Regions from separate parts of the Zea mays genome. Here region 2 is linked to region 1. Evidence: chromatin contacts called from public Hi-C data. All regions are on one chromosome and are shown on one strand. The core of a region is the stretch at or near the end of the contact, and the rest is flanking DNA. Distances in the headings are between cores, read along the strand shown. Region 1 holds the start of LOC100170236 (starch synthase IV). Region 2 holds the start of LOC100381872.

The links. A called contact is a pair of places that touch in the nucleus more often than the background predicts.
Region 2: a Hi-C map of bundle sheath shows a contact between it and region 1, with 3 times the contacts expected there. The contact joins the promoter of LOC100381872 here to the promoter of LOC100170236 in region 1. A contact is called at or near these places in 7 of 25 Hi-C or Micro-C datasets (bundle sheath, ear, endosperm and 2 more).

What each region holds. Positions count from the first base shown.
Region 1 is chr8:128,503,377-128,509,312 of Zm-B73-REFERENCE-NAM-5.0, reverse strand. It overlaps LOC100170236 (starch synthase IV), which reads right to left and starts at 2,782. Exons shown (of 16, transcript NM_001130118.1): 1 at 2,499-2,782; 2 at 1,894-2,002; 3 at 1,578-1,653; 4 at 564-1,491; 5 at 397-448. The coding sequence starts at 2,623. It overlaps LOC100277828, which reads left to right and starts at 5,410. Exons shown (of 1, transcript NM_001321545.1): 1 at 5,410-5,936. The coding sequence starts at 5,542. The coding sequence ends at 5,808. TRNAV-UAC (transfer RNA valine (anticodon UAC)) reads left to right here and starts at 4,583; the gene lies at 4,583-4,655.
Region 2 is chr8:128,661,615-128,667,550 of Zm-B73-REFERENCE-NAM-5.0, reverse strand. LOC100381872 reads right to left here and starts at 2,381. Exons shown (of 6, transcript NM_001174657.1): 1 at 2,205-2,381; 2 at 1,727-1,783; 3 at 1,422-1,625; 4 at 1,281-1,340; 5 at 29-155. The coding sequence starts at 2,219.

The DNA of each region.
Region 1 (5,936 bases), core at 1,533-4,032:
ACTTAGTTGTGAAAGGGCCTCTAGCCAATTGGTTACGTGGTCTGAGTACCATTCCTTAGGTTTTAGGTTCGACTCCCCAAGGGAGCGAATTTCAAGTTGTGGTTAAAAAATCATCTCGTTTGTCCCACCCCAAAACTCGGGCCCAGTCGCGGTCGTTCTCATATGGTCTACGGTATCGCTGCGTATGGGTGGGTGGGGCAGGGGTTCGGGGTTTTTCTCGACCTGCGTGAGAAGGTCTTCTTCTTAATGTAATGTCGTGGGGGCGGTCTTACCCCCGCATATCGATTTTTTTTTGCACTTGGTTTTTATGCAACATATTACGAAGAAATTTATTAACAAATGAGATAATGGGAACATATACACTTGATGAAAAACTGGATTAATAACAAGGATCACCTTTGCGACAGGAGCCATCTCTGCTGCTATGTGGACAATGTGCAAACCAGAACTGCAATGAATAATAAATAGTCAATCATACCAAACACAACAGGTTGATATTTTCTGAAGCAAAGTTGTTGTATAAACAGGTTTTCCCCTATTATTGGCAAAGGGGAAAGTGATACCTTGTTCCTGGTAGTGCCATCTTTAGAAAACTATCTATCAGTTCCCTCTCTTCCATTCCTCTGGATGACAAGTAAGCTTCCCGGAGGCGATTATCCCTTTTCCAAGCCATTTCTCTCAACATACTTGCATCATTAATGGATATTTTCTTCTCAAGCGACCACCCATCAATCAGAAGAGAGATCCTACTCCAGAACTCTGATGGCATGCCTTCTGCATAATGCTCCATTGACTTTTTCTCACTTTCATTTATTAGTTTGCTGAGAGTACCATGAAACTCCACTATTGAGTGTTCATAAAGTTCAATTTGTGAATGCATTTCATGATTACATGCTTGAAAGCGCTCTTCTACTGATTTTACCCTTTGCTGCAAAATATCAACCAAATAAAGACAGAACTCTGATACGTTTGTTGTTCCCAATGATGCTTTTAGTTTGTCAACCTTATCCTGGAAATCACGGTAACCATCTAGCGTCAAAGAAGCATGCTCCACTTGGTTTGCTGTGGAATCAAGCAAGTCTTCCAAATTTTCTACTTTCTCCCACCAGGCATCTTGTTGCAGAGGGCCAAGTTTCAACACATCAGATTGGGCAGAAGTGGATGTACACTCGAGCTCCCTAAGGGAAGCATTTAGAAGAGCACACTCTTTCTCCAACTTGAATAGACTCTCCTCTGTCTCAGTTATCTCAATAAGCTTTCCTTTTAGAAAATTCATCTCATCCTTCAGTAGCATATTCTCTTCCTTTACGACATCAAACTCCAGACTCTCTTCATCAGACTTTACTTCACTAGAAAGCACAGATTGTTTACCTGTTTCTGACAGTTTCATCTCTAAAATGTTTATCTTCTGTTGCAAAGTTTCTTTCTCTTTAAGAATTTTGTCAGCACGTTCCAATGCTTGAAGACGAGCTTGATTCAGAAGCAATATATCTAACCAAATAAAATTTGAAATTAAAGTTCATTATATGCACATATCGTACAAAAAATAAGAATATTCAGAGGAAGGAATCTCCTACTCTTCTGGGTATTCTGTATCATTCCTACCAGATCTTCCAGTTGAATGTCTAGTAGGCCATTTTCATCTTCAGACATCTGCCGCAAAGAGATCAAAACAGAAATGCTTAAAAGAAAAAACAGTGAATAAACTAATATAGAAAAGTAGAAGAGTATTGATATTTCTAATGACGTTAGTTTTAAAATTGACAGTTGCAGTGTAAGAGTAAGAATTAAAAACATATGAAACATGGAAAAAATACTCAGTGTCAAACACTATAGATTATAAAACATCTTATCTTATGGAAGACAAAATTGCTAAAGAATTTGCTGCAGTACCTGTTTCTGTTCTTCATCAATGGAAGCTGATGCTCTATCTCTCTGAATGCTAGCCCTGTTACGATGGTTAGCACTAGGTGCACTCTTCTGATGAGGGTGCACACCAGTCCTAACACAAGAAAATGGAAGCTTGATACATACACGATACATAATTTTCAAATTCTAGAAACTAAACGTTGTACATAACATACAGCAATGTTTAGAAATGGGCAGAACAGTGACATCAATCAAACATGAACCTCAGCAGCGCAAAATTGAGCGAAAAAGATGCAATCATGTTTTCAGAACAAAAATTATTTTGGCACAAATGTTTACAAATAAATAGAACAGTGCGTTCATACATGACAGTGGTGTTCAAAGAGACTGCAAACGGCCATTTCTTAAACATATAAAAAGAAAAAGACAAGCACGGTTGACGACTCCCGTAGTTTGCAGCCACTGCAAAGTGCGCAAATAACGTAGTACAACAATACGATTCAATCCATGACCCGGGGATCGCCAAGCCCACCCCAACGCTCCAATGTCACATGCAATACCCCGAACACATGATGAGCACCTTCCACACGAAGCTCCTTCGGAAACACTCGGGTATAAAAGCAACCCACCTGAGGTTTCGGCGCGAAGTCCGGCGAGACATAGCGAGGCGGTGACGCCCGACGATCGTGGACGGAGCGGCGCTGCGGAACAGGAGAGCGGTGGCCTCGGCGCCCGCCGCCGCCGAGCACGACATGGGAAGCCGAGGAGGATGGGGTTGCAGGGTAAACGGAGTGGAGCTCGAGGCGGCCGCGTCGGGGTTCGCGTGGGCGGCGGTTGGAAAAAGCGGAGTGGATGTGTGGGCTGGGTCGCGTGGCCGTGCACGTGCAGTGGGTCTGGGGCGGAAGGCGTGGGCGGCGGGTGTCCCGTGCGCTCTGCGCTGCGCGCGGAAGGCGGAGGAAGGAGAGCCAGAGGCGGGGCGCGGGACTAATCTGGCTGCCAGGGCCCGTTGATCGGGAGGCGTGGGGCACAACGGCTGCAGTGCGGTACGAGTCATACTAAAGAAGACGTGTCAATTAAAGGAGACTGTACCTGTATACAAGTTCTCTTTACCTCGTTTCTTATCTGTTTCTTATATATAGATGTCCAAACGGGCGGTCCGGTACAAGCCCGTTAGGTCCGACAGATAATCGAACCGTGTTTGGCTTGTTTAATTTGTCCATGTTATCCCATTAAATCAGAAAAATGACAAAAAAAATTGTACGTAATAGGGCATGTAAGAGACTAACCAGTAAAACTCTAGTACATTTATTGTAAATAGCAAATATAAAATCTAAATATATATACATTATGTTTTATAAAATAAAAAATATAATTGTGTCGAATCGGGTCGGCACTGTGGGCCGAGGCAGCGGCCCAAGAACGGCACGGCTGTCGTGCCATGCCCAGCCCGGCACTATTAAATGGGCCGTGATTCGGACCGGCCCGTCAAAAACGACCCATTTAGCCATCTATATTCGTATATATCAAAACTCATATTTAAATTTTACACATACGTAATTATCATATGAGTCATTTGTGTCATTTTTAAAAGTATTTTCTATTTATGCGATCCGACGGGTTCAAAAATTTAAAAATGTTTTTCCTTTCTAAAATAGTCATATAGATGTGAATTAGTGAAATCTTTATTATTCGCATATAAATAGTCCTCCAAACCTTTATAGGCATTACAAGTATTTCTTACACTGCCAATAGTTTCACAAGTGCTCTAACCAAACAACTTTGAATTTTTATCATAGCTCATAGCAGGTTTTACACAGCCCACAACGCACATCTCACAATAACTTCTATAAAAACCACAGGCCATCCAATCTAGACTAAATAGACAAAAGGTGAAGTGGATTTATCGTATCATAGATTATAAGCAAATTCATCATATTATCTCTCTATATATAAATAGAAACATCTGCATATTAAAATGATCAAACATTAAACACACACATATATGTATTATCATCTATTGTTAGAGTATCCTTACCAAAAAACGTAAAAAGTATAAAACACCATTTTGACATTGTATTGTAGATAGAGTGAAGTTTTAAATAGCTTATGAAATAAATTCTAAGATAGCCTTAGCTGTCAAGATTCTTGAACGAATGTTATATACTTTTTGAAGCAATAACAAAGGAAGCATCGATATTAGTAGATTACTACACATCAAATTCTATCTGATCAATTTGTTAACTTTTATTACATATCCACCTATAGTTAGGTTATATTAATGATAGAGTGATTTCTTGTACATATCATTTTCTAAATAACCAAACCTCATCGTGTCAAAATTAGCATGTGCTTATTAACTATATAATCCATACTTCATTAAAGCATCAGTTTTGTGCGTCACTCAAAGCACGTAAACTAGATCAATTTTTCTTCCTCATGTCTTGACCAAATCGTATTTTTTTCAAAAAAAATGAAAAATTTAAATTCACATTTAAAATATATTATATATTAAACAATATCACAGTAAAAACTAATAATTATTATGAATTTTTTAAATAAGACGAGCCAATTAAACTTAGACTAATAAGTCGAATGAATTATAAATTAAAATAGAGAAAACATTTTTATGGGGAGAGTTGTGTCTTCGTTGCTTTGGAGTGGGCTGGGCTGGACGTAAATATATATTATCAAAACTGTATGAATATACGTCAAAGTTGCTGTGGTGTAGTGGTTATCACGTCAGTCTTACACACTGAAGGTCTCCAGTTCGATCCTGGGCAGCAACATTTTTTTCTGTTTTATATATAGTTTTTTTTTCTCGCTCCATGTTGAGTTGTTGACTTCGTCTCCTTTCCTCCGCACATTTTTTTTCTTCACATCTCGTTCCACGCTACAGGGTCGAGGCTCAGGCCTTGTTCGTTTGTGTCAGATTGGTGGATCAGAACGATTCCGAACCGGATTGCTTCTCTAATTTATATAAACTTTGATTAGTTGGAACGATTCTGGGTGCAATCCGACACAAACGAACAAGGCCTCAGGCTGCCCAGTGCCCACCGGCCACCGGCATGCTCCATCCATAACTTGTGAGGCTATCTGCAACCGTTACCCCTAAATTTTTCCCCCTATATCACTTTTTCCCCCTATTTTCCCCCCTATTTTTTCATCTCCCGCAGCGGTTCCCCCTAAATACTCCTTTATACCCCACTACAACTATAAAATATCATTTTCTATATCAACTATCAATTTTTTATCTACTAACAATTACTCGTGGACCCACAGCACAGTGTTTAGGGGGATGAACAGTGACACGCTAGATTGGTGGGAGAGAGAAGAGTGCCGACACGTAGGGGGCGCTGTAGGGGGCACCGCTGCGGCCGTAGGGTGCCCCCTACAGACGACATGCAAGGGGAGGGGGAGTGCTAGCGGTGACCGCTGCGCACAGTCTGACTTTAAGATAGGGAAAGATTAGAAGGAACGGATCGAGTAGGCAGCTTAGCTGTTTGCTTAGACTTTATAGAGACAAAACACTCCCACTGTCCCACACCCTCAGTCCACAGACTCGCACTGCACTCGTCCAATCCAGGGAGGCTGGGAAGGATCAGGGATCCATCCACCGTTCTGTCTTCTCAGGTCGACAGGAGGCCAGACCAGGTGCGCGCGTCCGTGTCGGCGATGAGCGCGGGCGGGAGCCGGGCGCGGCAGAACGCGATGCGCTCAGGGGTGGTGGTGCTGGGCGCCGTGGCCTTCGGCTACCTCTCCTTCCGCGTCGGCTTCAAGCCCTACCTCGACCAGGCTCAGGAGGCCATCGACTCCGCCCGCGACCCCGACCCTGACCCCGCCACCACCGCCGCGAGGGACGCGTCCGACGATCCCGGCGCCGGTCGCCCAGGGGGAGACCTCGGGCCGTCCAAGGACCCGGCCGTCGTACTGCGCGACTGAGGCCCGGTGCGGGCGTTTGGTTGCGCCATTTTGGCAAACACCTTGTACGCGGGCCCTTGCTTCGACTGTTTTGGTAGTATGGGCCACCCTGTGTGAGATCTTCTTCCCTGCTGCTTTGAAGTTTGAAC
Region 2 (5,936 bases), core at 1,132-3,631, 160 kb before region 1:
CACTAGAAACTTCTCAATTACGACGTACCTTTGTTGCACTTGGTGAATCCAACAATGTTTGCAATGCTTAGACTCAAGCAAACTCCAACAACAAGAAGGTAATCAGCCTCAAGCCTGATGAGTGAAAATATACCAAGAACGATCCATGCAGCAGCCTGAAACATGAAGAGATTTGTTTTTGTTTATATATATTCTAATACATATCAGTTGTCACGGTTGGTAAACATAGAATAGACAATAAAAGGCCTTCAACGGACCACCCTCAAGTATGGACGTGACAGCCTTCTCTGGTATCATTTACAATGTTAAGACTTAAGATAAGACTTCCATCTTCTCAAGAGAGCAGACAGATCAGCAAACATTTGTTGAGGTAAAGATACTATCACAGAACCCCCAACTAAGTGCATAACTGCATATTGTGGTATACTGGAACCATGGGAGAGAACGAACAGTCAAAAGGGGCTATTTTTTCCCTCTCAAAAGACTGCTTTAACTGATAAGCTAGAATCAACTACAAGTAATTTTCATTCATGCAAGATGTACCAGTTATCAAATTTCAAGTGTTAAGTTGACAAAATATTGCACCTATATTAAGTTGTTAACCAGACTTATACCCGATAGTTATTAAACCACAATTGGATTTAGGTACATTTTGTTGAACTTTGTACACTTAAATCGTGTAAGTTAATGGAAACAATAGAGAAATTGGATCAAACATAACTAAGTAGATAATGGACAAGCACAGCTAAGGAACAAGGAAAAATGAAATAGCCAAGTGCATTTGTACAGGTAGCATAAACACCAAGTGAATATACATAGCCTCGGACCTGATCATGAGCCACCCAACCCGACCCGCCAAAAAAATCCGGCCCGACCCGATCCGATCCAACCAATGCAACAAGCGGGTACGGGCCATAATTTTTGACCCGCAACAATTCACGGATTGGGTACATGTCATGATTTTTAATCCAAAACCCGACCCAGCCCGAAAAAACCCAACCCAATCCGAAAAAACCCGACCCGACACGTCAAACAGTAGGCATGGGCCAACCCGACACTAGGCACGAGTCGGGTATGGGCCACGCTAAATAGCCAATGGCCCGACCTGACCCGACGTTTGAACAGGTCTCTCCTAATGAAACAATTTTTGACTTATTGGTTCATAAAAAGATGGTCACAAACAGCAACTTGTAATCAAGTAATCTCAGACATCATGACACCGATCCAACGATGTCTATCGTCTACACCATGACATTCATTATAACAGAAAATTCACTCACAGTCAAGTAAAGAGTCCACCAGAACAGCCATGAATCCTTCTTGTTCATCCGAGCGAGAGACTGCAGGGAACATTCAAGTTACAACCTGCAACAATTTCACACACGAATACAATTAACATCACAGGCAAAGCAGGCACAGACCTCCCCATCAAGGCATTCAAACTTCCACACACTGTTTCCGTCATCATCGATCTCATTCCACCACCGCAGCCCGACTAGTATCCTGCCACTGACGTTCTTCACCACCCAGAAGTCAAGCGCTGCGAGGAGCACCGTGATCACGAAGATGATGACGAAGCTCTTCACAAAGAGCGAGAATAGGATGTAGAAGGCTAGCGCCCCCGCCTTAGAGCGAACATATAAGAATTAGTAAGTGTTAAACCGTTACCCTATACCATAATTCGACGAAACACGATGTAAGATCCATGAGATAGCAAGCGGATTACCTTGAATAGCACATGGAAGAAGCATGTTATGGGATTGGCATAATTCTCGCTAACCACCTGAACAATGTTGACGCCATTATTTGTTTGGACGGATAATAATCAGATCTCAACTGAGCAGGGAATTTTATAAGCTAAAGAGCACCGACAGCCCGATCCATCCCAAGAAACCAATACAACTGCATCGTGCATCCTACTATCCCAGAAACTAAATATTGGTTCACTAATTCAGATCCCGTGCCACACCAAGCCCCTTTCACAGCCTAACTGAGATCCACGCGCCATTCCAAGCCTAAATGGATCCACCCGAATCCGAACCAGAACTCGCGAGCCATAATCCGAGAACCGACAACGGATATGGGGCAATTCCTAAGGCGAGATCAATTCCGAGGAAGATCGGGAACGCAGGAGAAAGCTCAGATTCAAACTTCCCCAGAGGATGGAGAGAAAAAAGACGGATGAACGAAATGGGAATACCCACCTGGCGTTGGTCCATGGATGCTTCGCGCTTCCTTCTGCGGCCACTGCCTCGCGCTCCGCTACCACCGTTGCTTGGACGCCACGATCCAACAAGGCGCGAAGCTTGGAGCTGGGATGTGCCTCTCTAGAGATGCAGGAGGCAAGAGCCAAGAGGTGAACTCAACTGGAAAAAGGCCAGGGCTGAATTGTGTTTCCCAAGCGTTTTACCATTTGCGTAAAGAAGAAAAGAAAAATGTACGGCAAGCTAAGGAGATGTTTCGTCTGTGTAGGAAATCGGAATTCACCCAGCAACTTTTTTTCATTAATCAAATCTTATATAAAATATACAAGAAATTCGGCTAGAAATCGTTTCGGATGTCCTTCGAATCGAAATAATTCTAATTTTTTTAATGCTAGACCCTATTGCCATAAGTGATTGATGAGTATGTCCACCCTACGTGAAGTTTAGCCCTCGATTTAGTTTACATAAAACAAAAAATATATTATTGTATTCGCTCCAAATTATAAGATATTTTAAAGATTTTTACGCACATAGTCTTTTATATATTATTGTTATATTTAGTTTGTAAAATCACTTCATGCTTTCGTGAGATGGTGTCACCCTTTGCATTATGTTAAACTCAATCCTCATGCATATACCAATAATCTGGGACGAATGAGATGATGATAGATTAATCTATATCATTCCAAAAACTAACAAAAGTGAGGAATAAAAAAAGATAACAAACTTATTGTCACACCCGGATGTAAGAGGTGTCGGCGTTTCGAGACCGGAGGGTCCCTAGGCCGACGAGTGAATGTCGCCGCGTGCCCCAGCCCAGATGGGTCGAGCGCGAGGGCGAGCGCGAAGAGGGGAGAGCGAGGCGGCCGGAGACCAGCGTGAGAGGGGTGGGAATCCCGCGGCCTTCGTGTTCGTCCCGCGCCCAGGTCGGGTGCGCTTGCAGTAGGGGGTTACAAGCGTCCACGCGGGAGAGAGAGCGAGCGGCTTCAAGCGAGCGCGTGTCTCGTCCTCGTCCCCGCGCGGCCCACCCTCTCTAAGAGGGCCCTGGTCCTCCCTTTTATAGGCGCAAGGAGAGGATCCAGGTGTACAATTGGGGGTGTAGCAGAGTGCTACGTGTCTAGCGGAGGAGAGCTAGCGCCCTAAGTACATGCCGTTGTGGCAGCCGGAGAGATTTTGGCACCCAGCTGGTGTGATGTCGTGGCCGTCGGAGGAGCGATGGAGCCTGGCGGAGGGACAGCTGTCGGAGCGGTTGAGTCCTTGCTGACGTCCTCTTGCTTCCGTATAGGGGCTGAGAGCCGCCGTCGTCACAGAGTATGCAGGGCGCCATCATTGCCTATCTGGCGAGGCGAGCCAGATGGGACACCGGTCTTGTTCCCTGCGGCCCGAGTCAGCTCGGGGTAGGGTGATGATGGCGCCTCCTGTTGACGTGGCTGGTCTGCGCCCTAGGTTGGGCGATGTGGAAGCTCCTCCGAAGCCGAGGTCGAGTCTGTCTTCCGTGGCCGAGGTCGGGTCCGAGCCCCAGGTTCGGGCGAGGCGGAGATCGTCGGCTGGTGCCGGGGCGGAGTCCGAGCCCTGGGGTCGGGCGAAGCGGAGTTCGTCGTCTTCTGGGGCCGAGCCCAAGTCCGAGCCCTGGGCCGGGCGAGGCGGAGATCGTCGTCTTCTAGGACTTAGCCCGAGTCCGAGCCCTAGGTCGGGCGGAGTGGAGTTCGTCGTCTTCTGGGACTTAGCCCGAGTCCGAGCCCTGGGTCGGGCGAGGCGGAGATCGCCGTCTTCCGGGACTTAGCCCGAGTCCGAGCCCTGGGTCGGGCGGAGTTCGCCGTCTTCCGGGACTTAGCCCGAGTCCGAGACCTAGATCGGGCGGAGTTCGCCGTCTTCCGGGACTTAGCCCGAGTCCGAGCCCTGGGTCGGGCGGAGTTCGCCGTCTTCCGGGACTTAGCCCGAGTCCGAGCCCTGGGTCGGGCGGAGTGGAGTTCGCCGTCTTCCGGGACTTAGCCCGAGTCCGAGCCCTAGGTCGGGCGGAGCGGAGCTTCCTATGGTGCCTTTGGCCGGGCCTGACTATCTGTCAGTCTCACTCTGTCAAGTGGCACCGCAGTCGGAGTGGCGCAGGCGGCGCTGTCCTTCTGTCAGGCCGGTCAGTGGAGCGGCGAAGTGACGGCGGTCACTTCGGCTCTACCGGCTGGGGGGCGCGCGTCAGGATAAAGGTGTAAGGCCACCTTCGCATTAAATGCTCCTGCGATTTGGTCGGTCGGTGCGGCGATTTGGTCAGGGTTGCTTCTTGGCGAAGGCAGGGCCTCGGGCGAGCCGAAAATATGTTCGCCGCTGAAGGGGGGCCTCGGGCGAGACGGAAATCCTCCGGGGTGGGCTGCCCTTGTCCGAGGCTAGGCTCGGGCGAGGCGTGATCGAGTCCCTCGAATGGACTGATCCCTGACTTATTCGCACCCATCAGGCCTTTGCAGCTTTGTGCTGATGGGGGTTACCAGCTGAGAATTAGGAGCCTTGAGGGTACCCCTAATTATGGTCCCCGACAGTAGCCCCCGAGCCTCGAAGGGAGTGTTTGCACTCGCTTGGAGGCTTTCGTCGCACTTTTTTGCAAGGGGACCAGCCTTTCTCGGTTGCATTTTGTTCCGGTGGGTGCGCGCGAGCGCACCCGCCGGGTGTAGCCCCCGAGGCCTCGGAGGAGTGGTTTCACTCCTTCGAGGTCTTAATGCCTTTCGTAGTGCTTCGGCTGGTCTGGTCGTTCCCTCATGCGAGCTGGCCGTAGCCCAGGTGTACGGTCGGGTCCCAAGTTCTCGGGCTGGTATGTTGACGCTGTCAACGGTTCGGCCGGAGCCGGGTTTGCGAGAGAAGCCCCCGAGCCTCTGCACAGAGCGAGAGGGCGGTTAGGGGCAGACTCGGCTTTTTTACATACGCCCCTGCGTCGCCTTTCCGCAAGGAGGAGGGGGGAAAGCGCCATGTTGCCCTCGATGGGCGCCGAACATGGTGTCTCCGATGAGCTGCAAGCGGGTAATCCGAGTGGACGTCCGTGCCCCGTTCGTTAGGGGTCGGCTAGGGGCCCAGAGGCACGCCCAAAAGTACCTGTGGGTGATCTGCCGGACCCGGTCCCCTGGCGACGGGGTCCGAGGGCTCGATGCCTCTCTCTGATGGGATTCCGTTACAAGATCGTTCCCGCTGGTCTCGGAAATGTCCTAGGGTACCTCGGGAGCGCAGCCCGAGCCTTGGTTATGTATCGAACGTACCCATGGTCATCCCTCACTCGGCGTCTGAGGCGGTTGTGAACCCTTCGGGGGCCAGCCTTCGAACCCCTGATCAGTAATGGGCGCGGAGCCCGAGTAGCCTGAGGCGGCCGTGGAACCCTTTCGAGGGGCCGGCCTTCGAACCTCTGACCAGTAGTGGGTGTAGGGCCCACGCGATCTGAGGCGGCTGTCGAACCCTTCCGGGGGGCCAGCCTTCGAACCTCTGATCAGTAGGGGGGCTCGGAGCCTGGTTCCTTCTCGGGGAAGGATCCTTTTCGGGGTATCCCCCTTTCCCGGTCCCTGTTGCAAGAGAGAGAAAGAGGAAAAAAGGAAAAGGATACGAAATCGAACGACGCGGCGTACCTTTTTTGACGTGGTCATCATGGCGAAGGCGAAGCGTCGCCCGCTTCTCCTGCCAGAGGCGCCGCCTGTCGAACCGGAGTTCCGTTTGTAATGGCACTTTGAATGCCGGTGTTTTTGTTCATTGTGGCTGTCGGGG